Linked DNA regions of Mus musculus: region 2 is linked to region 1. A link is a contact called in public Hi-C data. All regions are on one chromosome and are shown on one strand. The core of a region is the stretch at or near the end of the contact, and the rest is flanking DNA. Distances in the headings are between cores, read along the strand shown.

What was found. A called contact is a pair of places that touch in the nucleus more often than the background predicts.
Region 2: a Hi-C map of cerebral cortex shows a contact between it and region 1, with 2.5 times the contacts expected there. The contact joins the promoter of A830019L24Rik here to the enhancer-like site in region 1. A contact is called at or near these places in 1 of 39 promoter capture datasets (hippocampal neurons), 6 of 484 Hi-C or Micro-C datasets (bone marrow-derived macrophages, cerebral cortex, cortical neurons and 2 more) and 1 of 115 datasets of contacts at active chromatin or transcription factors (forebrain).

Annotation. Positions count from the first base shown.
Region 1 is chr3:143,097,402-143,102,979 of GRCm38.p6, reverse strand. No RefSeq gene overlaps it. Among named protein-coding and RNA genes, the nearest start is that of 4930519L02Rik, 70 kb to the right of the region's middle. Within about 2 kb of position 2,134, at least 60 of the 459 cell types and tissues checked have an H3K27ac peak or open chromatin away from gene starts, as enhancers often do. A contact at or near this core is called in cerebral cortex, cortical neurons, forebrain and 2 more, where this site is marked.
Region 2 is chr3:143,241,286-143,246,835 of GRCm38.p6, reverse strand. A830019L24Rik (RIKEN cDNA A830019L24 gene) reads right to left here and starts at 3,781. Exons shown (of 4, transcript NR_040551.1): 1 at 3,397-3,781; 2 at 3,195-3,298.

The sequences.
Region 1 (5,578 bases), core at 885-3,384:
GGTCCAGAAGTTAACCTATCTGCACATTTTCGTCCCCACCCTACCTCTCACTGAATCTGTGGCCTTGGGAAAATTGTGTAACATTTACGGGACTCAGTTTCGTCATCTATAAAACATGGGCTATGGGCTAGGTGATTTTCTTAAAGAGGACTTCAGTTTTAAAATTCTATTATTATATAAATCTTTAATTCTTACAATGATGGAGTAGAGTCTGGACGGCACTGAAAGTAAGGGTACAATACTGTCACACGAGGAAGATAACCTCTATCACATTTCATTCCATTTAAAATTCACAGCAAAGTAGAATTTGCACGCACTGTGTCTGAGTGTCCGAGAGTAATAAAATGAATATTTGGAAAGAGCAGGGGGCAGGGAGAGGGAACCTGTGAGTTCTGTGACACAGCACATAGTCTGGATGTATTTCCAATCACTGATGGGTTTTAAATCTGTGACTATGAATAGACCACAGTGAACAGCTTGAAGTTCTTTGGAACAAACAATCTCTCTCTTAAGGTCACTCCTGAAGGAGCTGCAATAATAACGTTTGGCATATGTAGATAGAGCGCTTTGCGGGCTGGAGCATGGAGAATTATTCTCTACATGTTCCAATAAAAAAAAAAAAAAGATGATCCATGATTCAGGAGAAAAGAAAAAACAATCAGGTGCATTTTTTACAGTGGAGGGGGAACCCAAACAAGTGTAGAAATACAATCAATATGGACATCCTCATTAAAATCCCCAAGCCGCTGTGAGTTTGATGTTCAGGGGGGTCTGCACCAGGATAATGGATTTGGTGGCCTGAAGGAACATTAGCGATTTTAATAAGAGGAACTTGAAATTGCCAGTATTGGCTCTGGTTCCAAGGAAGCCCCCGAGGTCTGTCCCTAACAACACAGGATGAACCTAACTCCTTGCCCCTCCATTCGATTTTGAAATGCCATTTTTAAACATGGCCATATCATTTCTCTTCAAAAAAAAAAAAAAAAAACCCTCACTTGAGAGAATCGCCTTAAAATTCCTGATCAATGTTTTCAGTTCACCCAGATATTAAACCAAATTTCCCAAAGTCTGAAGCTAATTATGCATTCAATTAGAGTTTCTTAATAAAGATTAAAACTCTGAAGTCTATTACAAGCCTATATTTAATTCAACTGCCATTTTATCCACGCCACGGATGTGTAAGTGGTAACAATGAATATAAATTATAATACACGCCACAGAAAGAATGCTATTTGTCCAAGTACCTTACTATAAAGAATTAAATTTTGCTATCAGCTCCATGATCTAGTTAAAATTGGTATTCTTTATTTGGTCTTTCAATGTAGTCCAATTTCCTACTTTGAAAAACAAATTCTAGGGAATAAAGAAAAGAGATTAATTTATCATTAAGACTCTGCTTAATTGAAGTCAATTCCGAACAAACTTGAATTCAATTTCTGCTCATTAAACTGAATGTGCTCTGCGCTCCTCTCTGCATTGCTTTGAGCAAGCAGCTGAGAACAAGGGACTAACATCAAAATTATTAAATTGAGGAGATTTTATTTGGTCTTCACATGCCAGAGCCGCTTTGATGAGGAAGTGTTTTGGCACCGAAAGGAGCGACGAGCAGCTGGAGGAAAAATCAAATGAAACTAAGCCTTGGAAAATTGAAGAAAACGCAAGCTTAATAATATTTAATAATTAAATTTCCACAAACAATAGCGGCAAATGAAGTAATCTGCAAAGTCTGTGAACTCATTTGCATAATTGATGCCGGTCCCCTGTAAATGAATAATGAAGATAATAAAAGATGTTGCTAAAAATGGGCACAATAACAGCAAATTTCATCAAGCCGCGCTCTCTGATTAATCTGCTCTCGCAAATCAGCAGCGAGAGGGGAGCGCGTGATTAACCGCGCCGAGGCCGGCAGCCGGCGGCGGCGCTGCCCTTTCTCTGCGGGTCTCTGGGCGCGGCCCGCTCGCTCCCCGCGCCTCTCGCCGCAGCTGCCGCTGGGGCTGCCGCGGGCGCAGCTCCTCCGCGCCTCCGCCCTGCCCGCTCGCCCGCCCGCCCGCCCGCTCGCCCGCCGGCTGCCGCTTAACCGCTTCACTGCTGCCCTGCAGCCCACGATATCCGCGCGTCTCCGCGCCCCATCCCACGCTGGCAGGGCGGCTGCACAGGGTGCTGCGTGATTCAAATGCACCTGCAGACTCCGAGCCTTCGCATCTACATGAGATCCAGATTTGGGGGTGAACTGGGCATTTGTTTTCAGGATGGAAGAGGAGAGGGGGCTGGAAGGCCCAAGAGGCAGAGATCTGGGAGACAGAGAACAGGGAACAAGGGCGCTTCTGAGGCCCTTCTTTACCTCCATCACAGAAAAAATAAATAAATAAAATAACGGCCCTTGAAAAGATGAGGTTATTAAACACTTTTAATATCCCATTAGGAAAGAATAGGAGACAAAATTCGTCTTCCCACCCACCCACCAAAGAAAGGACAGCTCAGAAATTTTCTGGGCTCTTTTCTGCTGCCCGTTAATCAAAATAACATTTTGCAGGTTGGGATAAGCGTATGTTTCTGCCAGGCCCAAATACATTTTGTGTGGACTCTAGGAGAGTAACTTTGGTGAGAGCCCACACTTCTTCCCTCCCCCAGATGAGTGTCTCACTTTCCCGGCTTGCTAGGAGAAAAAGTTGTCTCGGGAAAATAAAACTGTTAATAAACCATGGTTCCAGAGTGACGCTTGCTTTACAACTCCTAGTTTGCAATCGATCATAGCCTGGACCTAACAGAACTGACTCGGCTTTCATATGTTTATAGTGGGCAGTGTTTTATGCCTCAGATATACCATGTCAGCCATGCAAAACACGGTGTTATTTTTGTTCGCTTCCTGTATCTACAGCGCAGTGATTTTTGTTTAAAAGAAAGGTCACGATTATTTTCCATTATGGTGGAATGGAAACATTCGAGACATCTGAGAAACAGATCTTTAAAACCGGGTACTGAGTTGGGAAAAGCAGAGAAGAGTTTGTGTCAAAGTGCAATTGAATCTATTTAAGCAGACCAGCTTTAACCACGGCAATAAACCACTGACTTGCTCCTGGGTCAGAAGGGCCGCCATGCCTCTCTAAGCCTCAGATCACGTGCTTTTCTTTTTGTGGCGCCACCATCAAATAAACCTCTAGTTTCTTCTGCTAAGTGACTGGCTCATTTGTTAGGTTCGATTTTCCCCGGTGCAAACAATCACACTGTAGGTTTCCCTAATCCCCTTCTGTAAGTGCAGAGAAATTCTAGAATCATGAAACTTTGAGCCAGAAGGAACTTCCTCGATTTATGTGGAAGTAAACAGAGAGAAAAGGTAAATGACCACCCTGTCTGGCTTGAGGGCTAACACCACACTCCAGGTCCCCCTGCCCCTGGACCTTCGCCTCCAACCTCCTGGACGCATCCTCAACAGCATTTCAAGAAAATTAGTGCGGTATGAGAAGGGTTATGTAGGAAGATGCGGGCACTAAAACCAGTTTAGAGATTCCAGCGCTGGGGACCCTAGGCAAGCCAGAGAGAGCGCGCAGACTCTGTAGAAAAATAACGGAATAAACTGAGGACGGTGGAGAGAAAATGGCAGCTTGTACGGCATCTCAGAGGAGCCAAAATCACACCGAGGAAGCCGCCACAGGAAAAAGCCATGTGCACAGAACAGAAATAAGACTCCAGAAGGACCTGTGAGAGAAAGAGTCTGTGTGCACCATCTGAGGAAGCAAGCCCAGGCCTCCTCCCAGGGTGAGCTAGTGGAAGGCAGGGCCATGGTAAGGTGAACTGTAAGCTGCTGGAAGCTCCAGGAAGCGAGGTGAGCAGGCCAGGGCCTGGCCACACCAAGTCTGCTCCACCCACTATGGGATGCAGCATCCTGAATCCGGTCAGACCTTGGACAGGCAGAATTCCAGCAGCACAAACACAGGTAAAGACAACTGGAGCTCTCTGATCCTCGGTCTGTGGCACATCCGTAATGCATGCCACCCTCCTGATGAGGGTCCGTGGTTGTTCAGTTAGGTGGGATTTGAACCTTCAGCATGGTTTCATGGCTGCCTCCCTAGCCCAGGTCCCTTTGAAGTATACGGCAGTATGCTTTTTCAGTGTTCCAGTTTATTAACTTTCAAGTAGTAATCGCTCTTATTATTTCTTAGAAATACCCATATTTTAGAAATGGCCTGGATTCCCCTCTGCAATGAAAATAAACCCCGAGTTGGTCAGTCTTCAAAGCCAATTGAAACTCATTCACAGTATGGTCGTTATTCCAGATCACCATGGAAATGAAGGAATAGAAGGAGAGGTTCTATTGCCAACCATTTGGGGAATCCCTTTGCCTTTGTCTTGTTCTGCCTTTTCATGAGATCTAATTTTTTGAGTGGATATAATGTTTCTGAAAGACTACGTTCTGAGTCACTCTACCTTCACCTCGCTAACTCTGGACTCAACTCTGTCTGCAGAAAAGCAGTGATGTCTCAGTAGTTGGTTGTAACCACACACATGAGATGTGAGTGTTTGATAATTTCAAAAGCTGATAAAGGATCAAATTAAATGCTGACCATCTACCGCAGAATAGTAAGCAGACATTGTTGGTAACTGGTCACAGGAAATAGTCACACCCTCTCATGCTTACTGCCTGATTATAAATGGAATCTGCATGCAATGGAGACTTACTTCCACACAAATAATTCATCTCTGATGAATAATGATATCTGCATTGTGGGCCTTGGCCCAGATAGTGAGTTTCCTCTGGTCATAATTACCTATAACTGTCATATGTTTTCCCAATTAAACATTTCTTACAGAGATGGAAAATTTTATTAAAATGCTCAAGAAGCTATTAAAAATTAGCATATAAACTAAAAGGGGGCAACATTTATGTAGGATACCCATAAGCCATTTAGCACATAATTTATGGATATGTAAACATTTTTGACAATTAGCAACTATCTTCCAATGGTGGCTAACTCTTACTTGTGATAATTTCACTGTCTCAATGCTATGCAAGCTAAAGCATAAAACATTTATCATTGTTGGGTTGCTCAGAGTTTTCCAGGATTTTTGTTCAAGCCCCTGAAAACCAAATCCCAGTTATCTACATTTTTGTAATTACTGTGCCTGTGCTTCTCTGTTGGGAAGGCAGAAGGAAGCGGAGTAGGAGCCTACATTCCTTGTTCCCCCCTTTTTTAAATCACACTATATTCAATTCAGTAACCCTGGACAATACCCAAATGTTGGACATCAAGGAATCAAGGGAATGACCCTTGTTCTTCGAGGACTTACAGCCACCTGAACTTCCTACCTGAGCACAGAAAATTCTTTTTAATTTTTTTCAATTTTTATTAGATATTTTCTTCATTTACATTTCAAATGCTATCCCAAAAGTCCCCTATACCCTCCCCCTGCCCTGCTCCTTTACCCACCCCCTCCCACTTCTTGGCCCTGGCGTTCCCCTGTACTAGGGCATATAAAGTTTGCATGTCCAAGGGGCCTCTCTTTCCAGTGATGGCTGACTAGACCATCTTCTGCTACATATGCAGCTAGAGACACGAGCTCTGGGGATACTGGTTATTTC
Region 2 (5,550 bases), core at 2,532-5,031, 140 kb before region 1:
CAAATTGAATTAAAACTTCAATTTATAGCAAGCTGACCATAAGCATTTCACTGTGGAGTTTACTAAAAGTATCTGGGTGGGCTGAGTGCCACTTGGGAATACAGGCAACCAGAGCTCTTGCTCCTGACAGATTCTTAGTGTTTCATATGTGTTTACTGGGTTGTGACTCTGATAAAATTAGCAAGTCCCTATACAGGTGTGGCAAAGCCACTTTCTATGGTACTACTTTCTATGTGGCATGCCAGTTTTCTTCACGGAATCCACCATAGACCTGGACTGACTGTCCCCCACAAGGAAATGACAAGTGAGATGACACATGATGAACACAGCTATTCTAGAACTTTGTGACATGGAAATGCCTCCTAAAGGAATTTCCAAATTCATGCTTGTAGAGCACAGTGAGTCACAGGTGTCAAACTGCCAGTGACATGCACTTGTAGAAGAGTTTTTTTTTTTTTCCAGAAGCTGTCATCCCTGCAAAGATGAGTCAGTTAGCTTTCCAGCCTTCTGGGTATGTCGATTAGAAACTGTGTTTATATCCACCCATGTTCTAGGACACTAACTGGAAGTACCATTGCAAAGAAATCTATACAATCCATTTCAGGAGCATAGGGCACTCTTTGCAACTGGGTAAAACACAACAGCATGGCCCAGAGCTCTCAGCCTAAGGAGGCCACATGGTTGTCACTAATGTTTGTGGGGAATGCACCACTCCTGAGAGAAACTGCTCAAACCAACCTTCTTGGACTCTGATCATGATAGATGTTCATGTTACAGTGGTAAACATATGATTCCATTCAGGAATAAACTTTTCCTGATGAATTCTGGTCGTTAAAAGTCTCTCATTCCAATGCTCTTATGAGCAGTCTCCTAGAATCTGTGACCCTTTAAACTGTCAATTTGACAACTGAGAATTACCTGAGAAGTTCTCAACAAGGAATTGTCTAAATCAGGTTCTTCTGGGGACAAATCTTTCAGAGATTATTGATCACATCAGTTGACTTGGGCAGACACAATCTACTGTGGGCTCATCCTTCTCTAGGTTTGGGGTCCTGGGCTATCTGAATAATGAAACTCAGTTAAGAACCACGACAAGCATCATACACTCATCTCTCTATTCTTGAGTACAGATGTAATTTGACTAGCTGTGTCAAGTCTGTGATACTTTCCTTGACTTCTTTGCTATGATGGACCATAACCTGGGATTGTGTACTAAATAAACCTTTCTTCTCCTAAACTGTTTTGTGTCAGGATATTTTAGCACAGCAACAGGCACAAAACTAGGGAGACGTGAAACAAGGATGTTTATAAACCCATGTGCTTCCATTGTGAAGGAACACACATGAGGAAGACCAATAATGACAGCTATCTTTATCAACATCTTGCTTTATGTGAACCTCTCTATATCAATCTCTCTATATCAATCTCTCAATTTTATACAGTAGCCCCATGTTGAAGGCGTCCCTAGTCACCCATTTTACAGTTATGAAAACTGAGATGCAAAGAAGCAAAGTGTGTGGAGCCTTTGCCTTTGACACGCAGCTGTCAAGAGCTACAGAAGATTCGTGTTGAAATCTGCTCATCACTAACCCTACAGGTTTAATTCACTCTACTCTTTTTTACATAATGTATGTTTTAGTACTGTAGAGGGAATGAACAAATCATTGCCAAATTTCTGGATGATTTTATGACTTGCATGATCCTGGCCTCGAGAATAGCAAAGACTGGCTGAGCTCTCAGCAATGGTGGGAGCGCACTAAACACCACACTGTGTAGTATGACAGCCACCCATCCCACATAGACACTGAGTACTTAGAATGTGACAATGTACCTGGAAAAAATGTATTTCTAGTTGATTTAAATTAATTTAGGTCTAAAAAGCTACCTCTGTTAAGTGGTTAACACACTGTACACATTACATCTACAAGAAAAGACATGATAATCATGGTATACCAGATCAGCACCAAGAGTTTTACAGAGTGGACATGATAGATATTGGTTTCTTACCAAAAGAGAGAACAAGAATGTATCACCATGCAAAGGAGAAAGTTTCTTACAAAAGACTGAATAATACTGTGTGGCGACAAGTACTGCTGAGAAGAGAGAAGAGAAAAAAAGAAGAAAACTGAGAGCCATGGCGCCCATACTAAGACACTGCTACCTTGTCAAGACTAAGAGTCTCTTTGATGGACTAGAAGTTAGAAAGAATGAATGGCTTTTCAAATTTGGGGCTGGGGTTAGAGCTGAGTGTAAGTCCTTGGGTTGGACACCTACCTCAACACTTCCTACTTCCTCATGCACACACAGAGTACATACACATACATACAGGCAAGAATCAATAAGAGGATGGATGGGGAGGGCTCACTAGGTAAAATGGATGTCATCCAAGAGGACTTGAGTTCAGATGCCCAGGATCCATACAAAAGCTGTGGGCACTGAGGAACATCTATAACCCCCAGGAATCAAGGGGTAAGCAGGGACTGGCAAACTCCCTCGAAGCCAGTCTAATTGATGAACTCTGGGTTCAGTAAGAAGGCTACCTCCAAAAATATCATGGCTATGTAGGGAAAGATAATGTTGGCTTTTGGCTTTCACATGCACACACACACACACACACACACACACACACACACACAGAGAGAGAGAGAGAGAGAGAGAGAGAGAGAGAGAGAGAGAGAGAGAGAGAGAGACATGCCACGTAAAGGAGAAGCAAGAAAGTGAAGATCACCTTTGAAAGCCTCACTTCTGAGAATCATTGTTAAAAAGGGAAGAAATGAAACCTATACCAACCAGTATATGAGCAATCTAGACATCTGGTCTTTGGAAGTCAAGGGGAATAAGTTACTGAGGAAGGAAGTGTTGACAAAGTATCAAACATTAGGCAGTTGGTAAGTGATTCTCCTGAACACTCGGGATGGGAGTGAAATCCCTGGACCACTAAGAGCTGGACTTCGTGGAGAGTGGTCCTTGTCCTAGATGAACAATGAAGGGCAGCCTAGCTAAAGGTGGAATTGTAGAATTGGTTGCTTTATTCAGGTGAGCCAAGTTGCCCTGGAGCCTATGTTCCTTAACTGTTGGGGCAAAGAAATGTCAGTCTAGTATCTAAACACAATTAAAGGCAGCTAAACATTTTTGTAAACTCCAGAGAAATCCTGAAAGGAAACTGCCTTTGAAACAAAGCAAACAACACTTACCCAATTCTTTTTCTCTCCCCATTTTCCTCTCGACTCCACGTCGAGCTCTTCTTTTTCCTTCTTTCTTTTGTTTTGCCAGCACTCCGAAATCCTAAAGAAAATCTCTGTTTAAAGAAAAATGGATTGAGATAAAGAGATATCTAGTGCTGGCCCTAAAGAGGTGTGATTCTCTAAATGATAGACCCTGATATTTAGACTGCACCTTCTGATTTGCGAGAATGTGAACAAGCTTAGAGGAATTCTGAAGGTTACCAAGATTGTTGTTTGTTTTTTTTTTTAATAAAGTTACTAAAACACATCATATTATGTAAAAAATAACTTTGGCAAACTCAAAAGGTAGTAGAGAAAGAGTAAGGATAAGGAAGGATGTGGAAGGAGAGGAAGAAGAGGACAAGGAAGAGGAGGAAGATGAGAAAGAGAAGTAGGGAAGGACAGAGAGGAGGGTGATGAGGCGGAGGAGAAGAGGAAGAACCAAACAAGGAAGAGGAAGAGGCAGAGGAGGGTGTCAGAGAAAAGTGGGGATCAGGGTCAGTGCTGACAAGCCCTGAAAGATCTCAGAGATACAGAAAGAGGCTCAGTGTCTGCTCTCTTCTCCAAGAAGCTTTTGCTTTCAAATCCACCTCCTTTCCTTCCTTGCCTCATCCTGGACACAACTCATTTTTTTTCCCTCTGAAATAGCAAAAACAGCAAAGCTTTCTCACCAAAGCGATGGAACCACTTTTTACCACAGCCCAATTAACTGGGCACGTGTGGGCACACACAGAATGGCAGTCACAGCCAAGCAGCTCTGCTCTTCTTTCTTTCATTTTTCACTCAGGAAGAAGCAAAGGGAGGAGGCAGCACACTTACCTCTTAAAGTGTTTGTTTGGAAATAATATGCAGAAAGAGAAAAACAATCCTCAACTAACGACCGCCTTCCTCACCATCTGCTTAATCTAAACATTAGCATATCGCGGATCCGAGTGAACTCGGATTGCACTGGAAAGGGAGTATTCTCTGTTCTACTTTTTCAGAGCCTTAATGGAGGAGTCAAGTGAGAATTCTCTGTGGGATTATATGGGCTTATGGGCTTCCAATGCATGCATTTAGGGCCACATTTTCAGTCCAGCTTTAACTCATCATAGGAAGACCGGAGGCAAAATTGTGCCTGGCTTAATTAGCGCAAGTACTAATCAAGTACTAATGAAATTTGCCCACAAGCAGTCCTTTAGATGAAGGCACAAGTCTCACACACACACAATTTCCGTATATATCACTTAGCATGTCAGCACAAAAGGAGGGAAGAATTGAACAATTCCTCCCTAAAACTGGCTTCGGGCTAACCACAGGCAAACATCCTCTCTGCCCAGAAGTAACACACTAGTTTCATCAGTGTAAACTCTAAGTCCAAAATCTGCAAACTGTATCCTCGTTTACCACATTAGGCTGCAAATTTATAAAAAGACAGAGAACACCATAGACAAAGACACTTCATTCCTCCTGATTTACAAGCTATTTAAGACTTGAACTTAGGAATGTGTGCATTGTAATATTCTTTAAAATATATAGATGGTCTTTCAGTCTAAAATACAAGTCCATGAGAAGTGGCTAATACTGGACCACAGTCCTAGTCCTGTGAACATAGCATGTAAAAACAAAAACAAAGAAAACAAACAAACAAACCAAAAAAACCCACCCATTTTTCTCTCCTATAGTGATATATCTGGAGTATTGTTTGTTAAGTTTGCTGTTCAGATCTGCCTAAGCATGGGGCTTATTTACAACACAAATATTAATGATGCTAAGGAAGATGTTTTCGATCTATAAATTAAATCATACTAATCGAAGATGTGGTTAGTATATTGAATTATGTGTAAACATACCAAAGTTTCACAAATAAGAAATACTTTTTCCCTGGGGTTATCTATGATACTTGATGAAAACTAAAATTCTGGATCAACCCCTTTCTGAGGAGAGGAGAGGCTGAGTGAAACAGTGATTAACTCTGAAGAGCAAGGAAATCAAGGGAAGACGCCAGGAGGACCCAGTATTGTCACCTCTTCTGCCCACGAGAGAATATTCTTCCCTCCGAGGGCTGTTCCATTTCAGGTGCGAAAGGCTCTCACTTGGGAGAAGCTGAAACTCACCCACTTGAACGGGTGAAGAGCTAGAGGACCAGTTTTTCTCTTTATGAACTATCGACAAACATCACTCAGGAAAATCATCAGCACAGGTAAGGGCTAAAGAAGCAGCCAATTCACACAGTGTCTTCTTCATAACATGAAATTCGAGTGAGGAGGAAGAAAACCACGCAAAACCTGGATAACCTCTGTGCAATTGAATTGTCACCTGTGGTCCCATATAGCAAAATCCTTCC